Regions from separate parts of the Mus musculus genome. Here regions 2, 3, 4 and 5 are each linked to region 1. The links are chromatin contacts, called in public promoter capture Hi-C maps. All regions are on one chromosome and are shown on one strand. The core of a region is the stretch at or near the end of the contact, and the rest is flanking DNA. Distances in the headings are between cores, read along the strand shown.

What was found. Promoter capture Hi-C pulls out the DNA fragments that hold promoters and counts their contacts.
Region 2: a contact with region 1 is called in a promoter capture Hi-C map of pre-B cells, with 3 times the contacts expected there. The contact joins the promoter of Txnip here to the promoter of Vps45 in region 1. A contact is called at or near these places in 1 of 39 promoter capture datasets (pre-B cells) and 1 of 115 datasets of contacts at active chromatin or transcription factors (bone marrow-derived macrophages).
Region 3: a contact with region 1 is called in a promoter capture Hi-C map of neutrophils, with 2.3 times the contacts expected there. The contact joins the promoter of Hjv here to the promoter of Vps45 in region 1. A contact is called at or near these places in 4 of 39 promoter capture datasets (hippocampal neurons, liver, neutrophils and 1 more) and 1 of 484 Hi-C or Micro-C datasets (B cells).
Region 4: a promoter capture Hi-C map of embryonic stem cells shows a contact between it and region 1, with 4 times the contacts expected there. The contact joins the enhancer-like site here to the promoter of Vps45 in region 1. A contact is called at or near these places in 3 of 39 promoter capture datasets (embryonic stem cells, hippocampal neurons and stem cell-derived epiblast-like cells), 1 of 15 datasets of contacts at CTCF or cohesin (embryonic stem cells), 4 of 484 Hi-C or Micro-C datasets (B cells, embryonic stem cells and pro-B cells) and 1 of 115 datasets of contacts at active chromatin or transcription factors (bone marrow-derived macrophages).
Region 5: a contact with region 1 is called in a promoter capture Hi-C map of stem cell-derived epiblast-like cells, with 3 times the contacts expected there. The contact joins the enhancer-like site here to the promoter of Vps45 in region 1. A contact is called at or near these places in 6 of 39 promoter capture datasets (cranial neural crest, hippocampal neurons, liver and 3 more) and 1 of 115 datasets of contacts at active chromatin or transcription factors (pancreatic cancer cells).

Annotation. Positions count from the first base shown.
Region 1 is chr3:96,057,081-96,059,827 of GRCm38.p6, forward strand. Vps45 (vacuolar protein sorting 45) reads right to left here and starts at 1,375. Exons shown (of 15, transcript NM_013841.3): 1 at 602-1,375; 2 at 1-34. The coding sequence starts at 694.
Region 2 is chr3:96,556,639-96,559,385 of GRCm38.p6, forward strand. It overlaps Txnip (thioredoxin interacting protein), which reads left to right and starts at 1,319. Exons shown (of 8, transcript NM_001009935.2): 1 at 1,319-1,847; 2 at 2,251-2,326; 3 at 2,432-2,579; 4 at 2,695-2,747. The coding sequence starts at 1,598. Gm15441 (predicted gene 15441) reads right to left here. Exons shown (of 4, transcript NR_040409.1): 3 at 648-1,759.
Region 3 is chr3:96,523,817-96,526,563 of GRCm38.p6, forward strand. It overlaps Hjv (hemojuvelin BMP co-receptor), which reads left to right and starts at 1,369. Exons shown (of 4, transcript NM_027126.4): 1 at 1,369-1,514; 2 at 2,613-2,747. The coding sequence starts at 2,699.
Region 4 is chr3:96,440,791-96,443,537 of GRCm38.p6, forward strand. BC107364 (cDNA sequence BC107364) reads right to left here. Exons shown (of 4, transcript NM_001256181.1): 2 at 1,253-1,377; 3 at 1-72. The coding sequence starts at 1,361. Among named protein-coding and RNA genes, the nearest start is that of n-THgtg2, 6.2 kb to the left of the region's middle. Within about 2 kb of position 1,416, at least 19 of the 459 cell types and tissues checked have an H3K27ac peak or open chromatin away from gene starts, as enhancers often do. A contact at or near this core is called in embryonic stem cells, where this site is marked.
Region 5 is chr3:95,700,969-95,703,715 of GRCm38.p6, forward strand. No RefSeq gene overlaps it. Among named protein-coding and RNA genes, the nearest start is that of Adamtsl4, 14 kb to the left of the region's middle. Within about 2 kb of position 1,348, at least 228 of the 459 cell types and tissues checked have an H3K27ac peak or open chromatin away from gene starts, as enhancers often do. A contact at or near this core is called in hippocampal neurons, liver, pancreatic cancer cells and 1 more, where this site is marked.

The DNA of each region.
Region 1 (2,747 bases), core at 125-2,624:
CTGACTGTGTGTAGACCATACTCACTATACCAGTCTGTAAAGCAAAAGAACGAACTAAGATTATACTAGTCCGGACTAGTAAAAACATGCATCAATAGTTAAGCCTTTTGCCACTAATATTTGAGTAGGTAATTTAAATTCTAATATACAGAATAATATTTACCTAATATCCAAAACAGGCTGTAATGTGTTAGAATGAAAACCTACCACTCTCTCTGAACATGAACAACTCAGAAACTTCTAAAGAGGATCTTCACCATTCCTTTACAATTCCTTTTTTAAAGTTGTGGTCAACAAATAGCCTGTTATTTCAGCTGAACCCCAACAATTTACTTTTAAAAACAACGTTGAGTAAAGTCTTCCCTGTGTCGCCAGTAACAATTTCTTTGCAGACACTCTTTCAGGTGTAAGAAGTCTCTTGGCACCAGTTAGAGCTGGTTAGACTGCACACCCACTGGGAAAGCATTCTACAACTTTCCCAGTGCCAGACAGACTTGATCATCGTCATCAGTGAAATGCTAAGTTCTACAGCGGAACGGGGCCAGCAATTCTAAAGGAAGGGAGAGCTTCCTTTATAAATACTGAGCAAAAGCAAACTCACCGTTTCTTTATCCATGAGAAGTACCTTCATGCCCGGCCCGCTGTCCTCTATCATTTTGGAAATATACTGCTTCACAGCAAAGACCACATTCATGGTGGCGAATTGACAGGTGCCCCACAGCCCTTCCCACCCACTTTCCTGGCTGAATTAACCTCAGGCCTGTTGGGTCTCAGCTGCTTCCGGTCGCCAAAGCCTCGGCTTCCGGGAGTCCGGGTAGCTCCGATACTGGGAATTGTAGTTCCTCCGTGGAGTCCGGGACTCAGACTCAGCAGCTAAGCGACGGTGCCATTCCCGACGCTTCTCGGTAGGGAGTGGAAGGCAGCCTGTTTCCCCGAACCCGCGCTGTGCTGGCTTCTGGTCCTGAGTAGGGAAGCGCTTGGCGCACCGCGGGATACAGCTCTCTCGGACACTGTTTGCTGAGCATCTTTTCTGAAGCCCTCGCACGTCATCGTAGCACTGGGCAGGCTGGGGCAGCGGGGTCCCAGGTCTGTACTGCATAGCAAGTTCTCTGATAGCCCAGGCTAGGTTACAGAGGCAGCCCCGGTTTTCTAAAGTATCCAAACAAAGTAGCATCAAGAGACGGCATTTTGTATTTGGTAGGTCATAGAATGAGACTCAACTGGGTTTCCTAAAGAGAGAAGGGGAGCTGAAATTCATCACGTTTGTTGAATGAAGAAACAATGGGAACGCTATTTAGAGATGTTGTAGACCTTAGAGACCCCAGGAAGGCGCGGAGCTTCCACCCGCCCCCTACTCAGGACCGCTGGGACTGCGAGCTCGCGGCGCCCAAAGTACTGAATTTGGTTGGCTTTCAGGGACGCCGGGTTTCCAGGGCCCCTGCAATGGGCGGGGACAGTTAATTCATTGGGGCCGGAACAAAACCAACTTGAGAATTTAAAGGTAAACACATTTTTAATCTAAGAAGCAAGAACAATTAGCAATCAACTGGATCTTAAAGCTTCAGTTTCCAAAAAATTCAACAGATGACACACTATTATCACACTTCGGATCAAGGTGTTTTGTTCCTCACCTTCTTACAATAGAGAACTGTACAACCAGGAAGACAAATAACTGCAACAAATCATTGGCTATTAGTGCTTCAAATATTTACACCAAAATAATGACGTGTGTGAGATGTGAAACTGCAAAGGATCACCAGAGGTGAGAAGGAGATTTTAAGAGAGGGAGACCCGGATAGACATAGTATTGGAATACAAGGGAATGAATACAAGGAGCACAAAACAGACAGACTATTTAGTAGAGGAAGGGGACCAGGGAGCTTTAGGAACCGCGGGGTTAGGGGTAGAGGGGCTGGAGGCAGGAAAAAAAGGAAACACATTAGAATGAGATATTATTGTCATGTGTATAAATGCCATTATGAGACTCATTGAGAATGCTAATTTAAAAAATTAATTTAAAATCAACACAGCACCACTAAATACTAGTTTTTTCAACATACTGTAAGAAATATGCGGTTAAATAGAATAGAAGAACTTAATCGGGTTATGCAAATTATGCGAAGTTTCCAAATCCCTTGAGGAAGACTAGAAGTCACTTGAAATACAGGTATTTGTCACTTCTAAAATTGTGAAAATGTGTTCTTTTCAGTTTTCCAGTCAATAAATAAACCAGTAAATAAAACTTCCCATTGGGCACAGTACAGGTTTTGAGACTTTCTTTCTTCTTCCTTTTTGTTTGAATAAGGCTTTGCAATGTAACACGGGCTGACTTTGAACGCGTGACCCCTCAGTGTCTGCAGTGCTGGAGTTACTGGTGTGCATATGTTTTGACAGAAGCCTTAAAGCTTTATATTAAACGAGTCAGTGGGATATTAACTACACACAAATGAGATCTAATGTTATATACAATCCTGTTTTATCAGCAAAAAAGTTCATATATTATAGAAAACTGACTCATCAAAGAAAATAAAATTTACCCACAAATCTAGCAAGTTACTGGTATCTGAAAAATCACCATCACCCATGTTGCTTGGATTCTATTTCCTTACCTGGACTGTAATATAGTATGTCATATTTTTTCAACTTTCTGTATCTTAAAAAGAACAAGCCAGCAGTGGTGTCACACACCTTTAATCCCAGCACTCAGGAGGCAGAGACAGGCAGATCTCTGAGTTTGAGGCCAGCGG
Region 2 (2,747 bases), core at 69-2,568, 500 kb after region 1:
TTTAGGACTCAATGACAAGGCTCCGGCGCGGGGTGGGGGTGGGGGTGGGAGTGGGTGGGTGGGTGGGGAATAGAGTAGGGGGCGAAGGGGGAGGGGGTTGCAGGTAATCCTTCACACAAGAGTTTCTTTGCACACTTAAGAGTTATTTCTCTAGTCAGCTCCTGAGGCATCTCTCAGCAAGGTTTGCCAGATAACTAAGTGAAACTAACACAGCTCCAGCGCCGGTGAAATTGAAACAGGCTTAGGGACATGCATTTCATTTAGTGAATTTGGAGAGAGGACAGAGGGGGGAAAAGAATGACAGGAACTCGAAAACAAAGTAAGGAGTGAGGTTCTTTTTCTTCCTTTTTCTTTCTTTCTTTTATTTTATTTTTTTGGTTTGTCCACCTCTTGTTTCCTGGAGAAACAAGGACGGGGGAGCCATCAGTGTGAAAGTAAACACCTCACAAAGCTGCAGTGAGGAACAAGGGAACATATACAAAATGTTCCCCAACTTCACAGGTACACTGAAGAGATGAGGGGATAAGCAACAGGATGTGGACACTCCCTTACTGCTTCCGCTCCAGAGAACAGAATAGAATGTAATGGGCGAGGAACAGTAGCAGCACATAGGGGCATGAAATGAGGGGGAAATGAGGGGAACCCACCAGAGCATTCACCAGAAAGGACTGAAAGCCAGACTTTAAAATATCTGACAAGTTCTCGTCTGGAGAGACCGCAGCCTTTTATTCTTCAATAGAAGTGCAATAGGAGCATATCGGGTGGGCTCTTTCTCACTAACACGACTGCACTCTCGCCCTCCGCTCCATCCTGGAGTATCCTCGGTGCGATGGGATTGTTTTTCACAAGACTTGCGAACTTGTGAGCCAGGAATAAATGGTCACCTCGAAATGAATTGCGCTGGCTCAGGCGAGTCATGAAATCCTCTCCTAAGCACATTTTTCTTTCACCTAAAAAAAGAAGGGGGAAAAAAAAAACAAAGCACACACCCAAATAACCCAGCTCCCAAGAGGAGTCCCCTGGATGAGGTTCAGGGTCCCGGGGTCCCAGCCTCCCGGGGGGAGGGAGGGCACCCGTCGCCCCGGGCCCCGCCCCTCCTGCTGGCAAGGCTGCGCACCCGAACAACAACCATTTTCCCCGCTAGGAGCACACCGTGTCCACGCGCCCCGGCGGCCTCGCTGATTGGTTGGAGGCCTGGTAAACAAGGGCCAAGTAGCCAATGGGAGAACTGTGCACGAGGGCTGCACGAGCCTCCAGGCCAGCACTCGCGTGGAGCGCCAAGCCAGGCGGCTATATAAGCCGTTTCCGGCAGCCGCTTGACACTCTCCTCCTCTGGTCTCGGGGTTTCCAGAGTTTCTCCAGTTGCGGAAGACAGCTGTTATTTTTCTCCTGAAAGCTTTTGGCACAGCCGGCAGGCTGAAACTTCCAGGCACCTTTTGGAAAAGTTGTTAGGGTTTGTTTGAAGCTTTCTTTACATTTTCGTTTGGGTTTTCAAGCCCTGACTTTACGGAGGCGAGCTCTTCGTTTGCTTTGAAGGGTTCTTAAAGATTTTTTTCCTCTCCGGCTTTCGTTTTTCTTGAACCCACTCGGCTCAATCATGGTGATGTTCAAGAAGATCAAGTCTTTTGAGGTGGTCTTCAACGACCCCGAGAAGGTGTACGGCAGCGGGGAGAAGGTGGCCGGACGGGTAATAGTGGAAGTGTGTGAAGTTACCCGAGTCAAAGCCGTCAGGATCCTGGCTTGCGGCGTGGCCAAGGTCCTGTGGATGCAAGGGTCTCAGCAGTGCAAACAGACTTTGGACTACTTGCGCTATGAAGACACACTTCTCCTAGAAGAGCAGCCTACAGGTACTGCTCCCAGCAGGACTGATGGTGACTTGGGAGGTCTGTGGGTCGGGGAGGGCACCACTAAATGTTTCGAGTTGTTCGTTTGAATGGTTTGAACTGTTGGTCCCTATATTTTTTTACTTTGTAATTAGCAAGTTTTTCACTACCCTTCACCCCCCTAGAGTGATTTGAACACTTTCTGAGGTACTGTTTCCTGAAAGTGTTGTCTTAGCTACTACTTAAAGATTAATGTATTTGTGGATTTCGCAACTTTCTGTCCAAGAAAGTGCTCTGGGATCTTTTCTTCCATAGTGTAAGAGATGAAAGTGGAAGTGAAGTAAGGTAGTCTACTGCCCAGGCACTCCTCATTGACGCTTTCAAAATGTAACAAGAAGCCTAATGGCCCCTTGTCTTTGTTTCCCAGCAGGTGAGAACGAGATGGTGATCATGAGGCCTGGAAACAAATATGAGTACAAGTTCGGCTTCGAGCTTCCTCAAGGGTAGGCATCCACCGTGTGCACCTTGCACTCTTATTTCTAAGTCTTCCCCCTCCATTGATCTCTTACAGTTCTTAGCCTTAATTTTGGTTCATTGTTTTGACACAGGCCCCTGGGAACATCCTTTAAAGGAAAATATGGTTGCGTAGACTACTGGGTGAAGGCTTTTCTCGATCGCCCCAGCCAGCCAACTCAAGAGGCAAAGAAAAACTTCGAAGTGATGGATCTAGTGGATGTCAATACCCCTGACCTAATGGTGAGGATTTTTTGTTTTTGTTTTTAAAAAGGTTTTAAAATTCTTCTTGGTCAGGGATAATAAATTAGATGCATGGGGGTTGAAATATCTCAAAACATTATTTCCTTTTACACAGGCACCAGTGTCTGCCAAAAAGGAGAAGAAAGTTTCCTGCATGTTCATTCCTGA
Region 3 (2,747 bases), core at 119-2,618, 470 kb after region 1:
ATTTTATGGAATAAAAGTTCTTGGGATGTGGGCTGGTGAAATGGCTCAGCAGGTAGGTAGAGGAACTAGCTACCAAACCTCACATTTGGCCCCTAACGCCCACATGGTGGGAGGAAAGAATTGACTCCTATAACGTTTCTGACATCCACATAGGTACACACAGACACACAGAGACAGACATGTTCTAAATAACTTAATGTAAAAGATTATTGTGATATGGTCTTGTATAGTTGAGAAAAAGCTAAATTCATTATAAAAAATACATGTGCTCCCACACTTCTCTTGTAAAGTGTGTGTGTGTGTGTGTGTGTGTGTGTGTATGCGTGCCTGAGAAGGGACCATGTACCATGTGGACCTGTAGAACTTCATGTAGAGCTGACAGGGCCAGAAGCTTTTGTGACACACTTTGTAATCAGTCCTGTGCTGCTTTCCCTTGGCAAGTACTGTGGGACAGTGTCCCAGAAATGCCACCAGGTGAAAAGACGGACATAGCTAAAACCCTGATTATAATTGAATCTTCAAACAGTTTGTCTATAAAAGTATATTCCCAAATGTCTTCCTTCTGAATTCACCTATCTAACGCCACTCCTCTGTGGATCAGTAGTGTTCAAAACTGACTCCGATTCTTCTCTCTGCCTCTGTTACTACCCCGGCCCCGGCCCCTGCAACCTGGAAGCTTCTGTTTTTTGTGTTTGTATTGATGAGGAGGAGGGAGGAGGGATTGTTGCACAAACTAGTGTAATGGAAAAGGTGGAGAGAGAGTAGACAGCTGCAGAGATCTGATCTGGGCAGACGGAATAAACCCTTCTCGAAACAATTCTGCTCTCGGATTTCTCGGGACAGCTGGACCTTTCAGCTTCTGAAATAGTTGGCAGAGATGGGGGAGGGTCTCTGAACTATGCTTGCCGTCCATCTTCAAAGCCGGCCACCTCAGTGTATTATGTGTAGAAGAAATTCAATGGAATCCTCAGTAAAGAGAGGATGAGAGCAGTGAGTGACTGGCATCACACAAAATCACCACCAGCAGTCTTAAAGGCATTACTGGGAATACTGAGTTCATTACTGGGAATGCTGGAGGGCCTGAGTGGCAGCTTATAAGCTACAGTTGGATATATGACTTGGCCATCATCTTTCTTTATACTCTCCCTCCCTTGGTATCCAATATTTCCATATTCCATCCTTATTTTGCTCATCGTTCCTGCTGCCTTAGCTCCCACACCCCACTGCCACCAACGTTCCTGGAATTTTGGACCTAGCTATTTTTAAAACTGTCAACTCAGTAGGCACCTCCCTCCTCCTCTCAGCTGTCCAGTACTTGGGCCAACCATATACTCTCCCTCCCCCCTCCCCCCACACCAAACCTCCTCTGGCTCTCTGACCTGAGTGAGACTGCAGCCATTCCGGGGCAATCATGGAGAAAGAGATGGGGGACCCCCTGGCTGGAGCAGACCAACAGAATAGGCAACTATGGCTCGAGAACCCAGTATCAGAGTAATGCTTGACCTCGGGAAACAGTAAGTCCAGATGAAATGTCGATCACTTTGATAAGCTTTTGGGTCAAGGCCAGAACTTCATAAAGTTACAGACATCTGTTCTGAAAACTAAGATCTCCCCTTAGCAACTACCCCAGTCTTCACTTTTCCTCTTGCCTAGATGTTTTCTAATCCATGGCCATTTGATGTTTAATGCTGCCTCTCTCTGGCTTTCCTATTTTCCTCTCCATCTTATTACACCAAGACCTTGGGAGAGGGGGAGGGGGCAGTGCTAAGGACTGGGCCCAGGGCCTTGAGCATGGTAAACACTCAGCTACCATCGAGTTACACTCCCATCCCTACCTCAAGACCTCTCTGACCTCCTGCTCATATGCTTATCCCAAAGTAGGGTTTTGACAGGAGAAAAGGAGACAGACCCTCCCCCATATCTGTTCTCCTCAAAAGACCAGGAGTGTCTGGATTGGGCTTTTCAGCTGGGTCTGGAAAAACACATGAACTGTTAGACAGAAACATATATTAATTTGAATGCTTGATTTGTACCCCATCCTGTGAGAGGGATCGTACTGTCAGCCCTCTGGAGAGGCTGAGAGACCGGCTCTCCTTTCACTGGGAAGGTGATATCGTAGACAGGGCGTCTGCCTACCATGTTACCCTTTGTGCCCTTCTAACACAGTGAAGAAAATGAAACGGCAGGTGGTTTCTGGTGGGAAGGATCCATAAGAAGTATGTTCTTAAAGCGTGATCAGATCCTGGTGCTACTGGGGACCCACTGACATGGTCAGAACCTCACTTTCTCTAGGGGTCCTCCATTTTTGGCACATCTGCTATTTGGTAGTCAGGATGGGGCAGTACACTGGACTCTGCACACTGAGGTCACTCAACCTTCCCTCCACCACCACCCCGCCCCCGTAGGCATATTGCACAAGGGACCTGAAGGTGGCCGCAGGGGCAGGGCACAGAGGCTCACCAGCCACGCTCACCCTCTGGAAGCCTCCTTCTTCCCAAGATCCAGTCTGTCTCATTTTTGTTTTGGTCTCTTCAGATGCTCTCTCTACCCACCATCTTGACTGGTCTCCAACCCTTCTCTTTCCCCACACTCAGCCAAATTTCTTCTTCCAGTCACAGAAGTACCCAGAGAAATTCACTAGGTAGGAGGCTCATCATCTGGGAAGAACCGGTGCCTGGGGGGACCTGGCTGGATAGGTATGGGCCAGTCCCCTAGTCCCCGGTCCCCCCACGGCAGCCCTCCAACTC
Region 4 (2,747 bases), core at 166-2,665, 380 kb after region 1:
TTGTTTGGGTCAAGGACGCGGATTTCAGGTGGTTGGGGCAGTCGGTCTGGTTGTCCGGTTTTCTGTTTAGACCTGGAAGACACGGGGAAGCAAACGGGGAAGGCTGCTTGGGCGGAGATGCCTGCTGTGCTTTTGAGAAGGCTATTTCGCAGGCAGTCGCGCCCCAGGGTCCTTAGTCCTTCTTTAGTTTCAGGGAACCCCAACTGTTGTGATGCTAGCGCTGCCTAAATCCCAGCTCTGGCTGGGGTGCCGCCTCTGGTTGCTAGGGTTTGCTTAGGGCTTGGGGAGGCAGCGTTTAATTTACACAGTGCCGCAGCTTTAGACCGCAGCCCTAGCTGTTTATATTGGGGGGACGGGGGTGGGAGGCGGGGGTCTTTTATTTCAAGTTAGTTAGGTTCTAAGCCCGACGTAGGGGTGCCAACTGTTTCGTGGATTTCTTACCCCAATAAACCCGTATAAAAACACACACACAAACCAGTTATTATATTTATAAGCTATATGTCTAGAATGGGCATTATACTTATTCTCCAGCTATGAGACGTCTTGCTACCTGCAGCTTCTACAGGCCATGTGGTTCTGTTCCCTATTAGCTTTCTCCTTCCCATCTCCTGTCTCTTCACCTGGCACACTAAGACCTCCAGACCCATCTTCCTTGTGGGGCTGTGTCCTCGCTGCTGCTATGGCAAGCAGAGTTACCCAGCAGGGGAGAGAGACTCCATGGTCGGGATACACTGTGCTTGGGGTGTGCTGACCCCTGCGATTTCCCCAAACTCTCACACCTGAGCCTGTTCATAGAGTTCAAAAGTTGTATTTCTTTTCCTTTGGAAACGTTTGTGTGTGCGTTGTAGCTTCGTGGCTGTTTATATCAGATACAGTGCATGCATGTTTATTTTAATTTACTATAGTTTTGTATACTGGTTTCTTTGCATAACCTGGGACACTGAAGAGCTGTTAAGGGAGAGAAAAGTGGTAACTATGTAGTGTACGTTTTCAAAAAAATTCCTTAGCCACGATTAAGGATTAAATTCAGAAAAGTGCAGCGATTGTTGTTTTTGCTTTTCTAATGCTAGGTACTGAACTGGTAAACCCATAGTCTTCGCTGACTGTCATCTGAGGAGTGGCCTATTTGTCAAGTCTTTAATTCTTTGAAATGACGTCTTGATCAGTTATAAATGAATGAGAAAACCCCTAAGATTAGAAGTCTGGAGTTTTTGTTTCAGTGTTGTTTCTTAAAACCATAGAGCACACTTACAGGCGAGTAACTCAAATTCTGGGTTGAATTTCTCCTTTCCTCGGCTCCTGTTTTGAAGTCTCACACCACCAAGCCTGGGCTTAGCTGCCAGCACAAACCTTCTCAGCATGGTTTGAAATGAGTCCCTGGCAATTGAAAGAACAGGGAAAGAGTCACTAGGAGACAATTCCTCTTTTGTTTCCTCTCCAAACAAATGCTGTTAACTTTTGTTCTTTAAAATCTAACCTTACAATTTTATTGTTTTTGTGAAAAATCAACTTAGAACCTGGTCACTTGGCCCTTTCTCTTCTTGTCACCTCCCAGTTCAAGCTGCTTGTATCTCTTAACACAGTGTGCCAGGGTTCTCTTAGATCTACAGTGGGGTTCTGAACGCGATCTTCTTTGTAAGCCTTTTTTTTTTTTTTTTTAAATATGCTTTGTTCCCTGTCACAAGGACACTAATCCTTGCCCTTCCTGTGCTGTCACTGCGTGGAGCTGGTGCCTGCCCAGTTCTTGCAGACAGCTGGGTGAGTTTTAGGAAAGTTCAGCACAGCTGGTGGTGTGCTATCCAGTCAGAAGCCATTACATTTCTGTGAAAATCCTTAACATTCATGTGAATGTTATGAGCAGGATAATCACCATGGTTCTCTGCATGTTCTTAGAAGCCAGGATGGCTAGGTTCATAGTCCAGGTTTCATTCCACATTCATAAACAGACCCTGAACCAAAGGTTGAGTTATTTCTGTGTCTCCTTTCCCCTATCTGCCATCCCAGGCGTCCTGGAGTTCACAAGGCTTGTGTTTATAAAGGGGTTGGGGTTTTGTTATGTTTGGCTTGTTTTATTTGGAAGAGAAGAATGTTCCGATACTCTGTACTAGGAACGGAACTGTGTGCCCTCTACCACTGGACTATCCTACCCGCACTTGTCACTTTTCATTTGTACACACAGTAATTCACTACGTTGCCTAGGCAGGCCTTGAACCACCTGCCCCAGCCTCCGTAGCAGTTCGGATCATAGACCTGAACAGTCAGATATCTCTGTGTTTTGTTTTGTTTTTATAAATATGGGTTCAATACAGAACAGAGCCCCTGCCCTCCCTCCCCCCACCCCCCATTGGTGACATCTGCTATAACTGAAGCCCCACATTAAAACCAGGAAACCCCACAGGCCAGACTGCAGGTCTGAATCAATCCTCATTCACTGTTTGATATGTTTCTAGACATGCATGAATGTATGTGGGCATCCTGCTGCTTCACCTATAAAAATGTCCTCAAAGGCATTACCACCTCTCACTGACTGCTGGGTGCTGTTACCTGTGACCAAAAAACTCTTTCCCTAAGGAGTAGGTTTCTGTATATATCTCACACTCTGAGGCCTTCAGCTCAAGCAGAAATGTGAGGCCACTTAGCAAAGATGTGCCCAGAAACAGGCAGGACACTAGTACTGTGCACTCTAACGAGGCTCACAGAAGGCTGGAAGGAAGCACCCACCCAGAAAACCTGATGTAGCAGAGAAG
Region 5 (2,747 bases), core at 98-2,597, 360 kb before region 1:
CACCTCATGCAGCCCTTCTGTGTTGGGATTATAAGTATGAACCACCATATCCAGCTTCCCATTTTCTTTAAATTTTACCTTTCCCAGCCTGCTCTGTGTGGGTGTTTTTCTTGCTTCTATGCCTGTGTTCCATGAACCCCAAGAGGCCAGAAGTGGGGGTCAGATCTCCTAAAGTGGAGTTACAGACTTCTGAGCTGCTGTGTGGGTGCAGGGAATCAAACCCTGGTCCTCTGGAAGAGCGATGTTAGGCCCCCACCCTCAAGTCCCTAAAACGGCAGCACTCCTGACAGTGTCCCCAAATGACAATCTGGGCTCAGCTCAGGCTGGACTCAAAATAGAACAAGTTTGTCTGTGGATAAACAAAAGCTTACACTCAGCATTCTCCAGAAGCCTACAAAATGGCTTCTGACTGCCAGGTAGAGCCATTTCCCTAATCTTTCCCTACCAAATGGGGCAAATGTGGCAACTAGTTCCCTATTAACATAAACTGTAACACATATCAAAGCCCCTCTACCACTCTGAACCTCCATGCTGTTCTGGCTAGCTCCTCTCTTTATAACTGGCAAGGCTTTCCCTACCTTTTTGACCCTTGAGAGATAGCCTTGGCAGTTTGAATAAACTTTTCCTTTTCCACCCACAGGAGTGGTCTAATCACTGCGATTTCCCGTGCAAGCAAGTGCTCAGAATTGCTGAGCCATCTCTCTCTGTCCCATCTCATATCCCATCAGGGTATCTGATTTGCCACTTTGCCCCCCACCCCTTTTTTTTTCTTCAAGGTTTTATTGTGTACCCTGGCTGGCCTGGAACTCATTGTATAGACCAGGCTGGTCCTCCTGCCTCTGCAGTACTGGAATTGAAGGTAAATTGCCTTGTATTTTAAAGTAATTTACAGTTTAATCTTCGTTATCAGGACCTGTTCCCCAGATTTTGCCCTTGTTTAACATTTTACAAACGTTCGGATAGGTTTGGCTAACGTTGCACTCAGCAACTACCTGGTGAATCCACACAGGACCAACTGCATGGACTCTCAGCAGGGATAGAGAGAGATGCCTTAGCAGTTCTGAGCCCTCCAAGTCCTGTTGCTCCCCCCAGGTTGGCTCCGGGCCGTTCTGGGCCGTTCTGGGCCGTCCCGGGCGGCTCCAGGCGGCCCCTGGCTCAAACTGCAGAGGTCTGGCCTTCTAAAAGGAGCCTGGACTCCCTTTTCCCCCTCCCTCCCCAATCAGCATCTAACAAAAACTCTTTTGTGATTTTATGCCTGGGGGAGTCGACTGAGTCAACGGCTGATGTGATTCCCGCAGAGCTGAGTCCAAAGGTCTGCTCAGGGTTTCCTTCTCAGAGTCCAGAACCCCGCCCTAGGCCCCGCCCCGAATCTCCGCGCCCTGCTCCGTTTTGCCGGGAAGACCCGGAGCTGGGCTTCTACTGCCCCTGCATGGTGGTAGCATTGTGGTCTAGGGAATCAGAGGGTCACGTGAGACCAAATGAGTAATCTAAGGCTGGGTACTGTGAGCTTGGGGAGACTCGGGGACTGTCGAGAAGGCAAGACTGTGAAAACCAGGAGGCTGTGGGCCCTGGAAGATGGCACGTGGTCTCCTGAAGTACCCCTGGTACAGTAAAACAAGATTCCTACAATGTTATGGATAACCTTTTGTTCTTATGGACATCCTAGAAAGGATACTTTGTTTTGGAAAATAACAACTTCCTTACTGCCAAGTCCCTCATCCCAACCCTATAAACCATTTCAGCCAGCTCCCTCTACCCTCTGTAGACCCCTCAATTTCCCGTGGGAGAGAGGCTGCCTCTTGCTAAGTGCACTAATAAATATAGTGTGTCTTAGCGGTTGAAAGTCAGGCCCCTGTCTTTTCTGCCTCCTGTCCTTTTAAGCTGCTTTAGAAATATCACAGTTGCTGGGCAGTGGTGGCGCACGCCTTTAATCCCAGTACATGGGAGGCAGAGGCAGGCAGATTTCTGAGTTCGAGGCCAACCTGGTCTACAGAGTGAGTTCCAGGACAGCCAGGGATACACAGAGAAAACCTCTTTCGAAAAACAGAAAAACAAAACAAAACAAACAAACAAAAAAAAACAAAAACAAAAAAAGAAAGAAAGAAAGAAAGAAAAGAAATATCACAGTTCCAATAAGTCTTTGTAGACCTGACAGGTTTCCCGGGCTGCAGGTTGCTGAACAGAGTTGTAATAATTTTTAGGATTTTTTTTTTTTTTTTTGCATTTGGACATTCAAGCTTTTTGTTTACTGATATAGGTTAATCACCTGTATCAATAGACTTCACGTTATTTTCATACACAAATATAATGAATTTGACTATATTCCCCCCAATGCCTCCTTGTCCTAATTTACTTTCTGTTCCTATGACGAAGACTATGACCAAAGCAAGGGAGAGAAAGGGTTTACATCATACAGGTTACAGTCCACCATTGATGGCCATCAGAGCAAAGTCAAGGCAGAAACCTGGAAGCGAGCCATGAAGCAGAGGCCTTGAGAAACACTTGCTACGCAGTGCTTAAGGTGACCTTGAGTTACTGCTCCTCACCCCTGCATCTCTTAAATCTTGGGGCTACAGTTGCCACTGTGGGGATGTGACAGGCAGCCCTAACTGCAAGGGACTGTGGTTTCCCCTGCTCAGAAGTGAACTGCTCTATCCCAGTCACCAAAGCTCTCAGATCTGAGGAAAACCTTAGGTACATCCCTATGATGAGTAGAGAAACTTAGTATGGAGCCAAGCATACCCTAG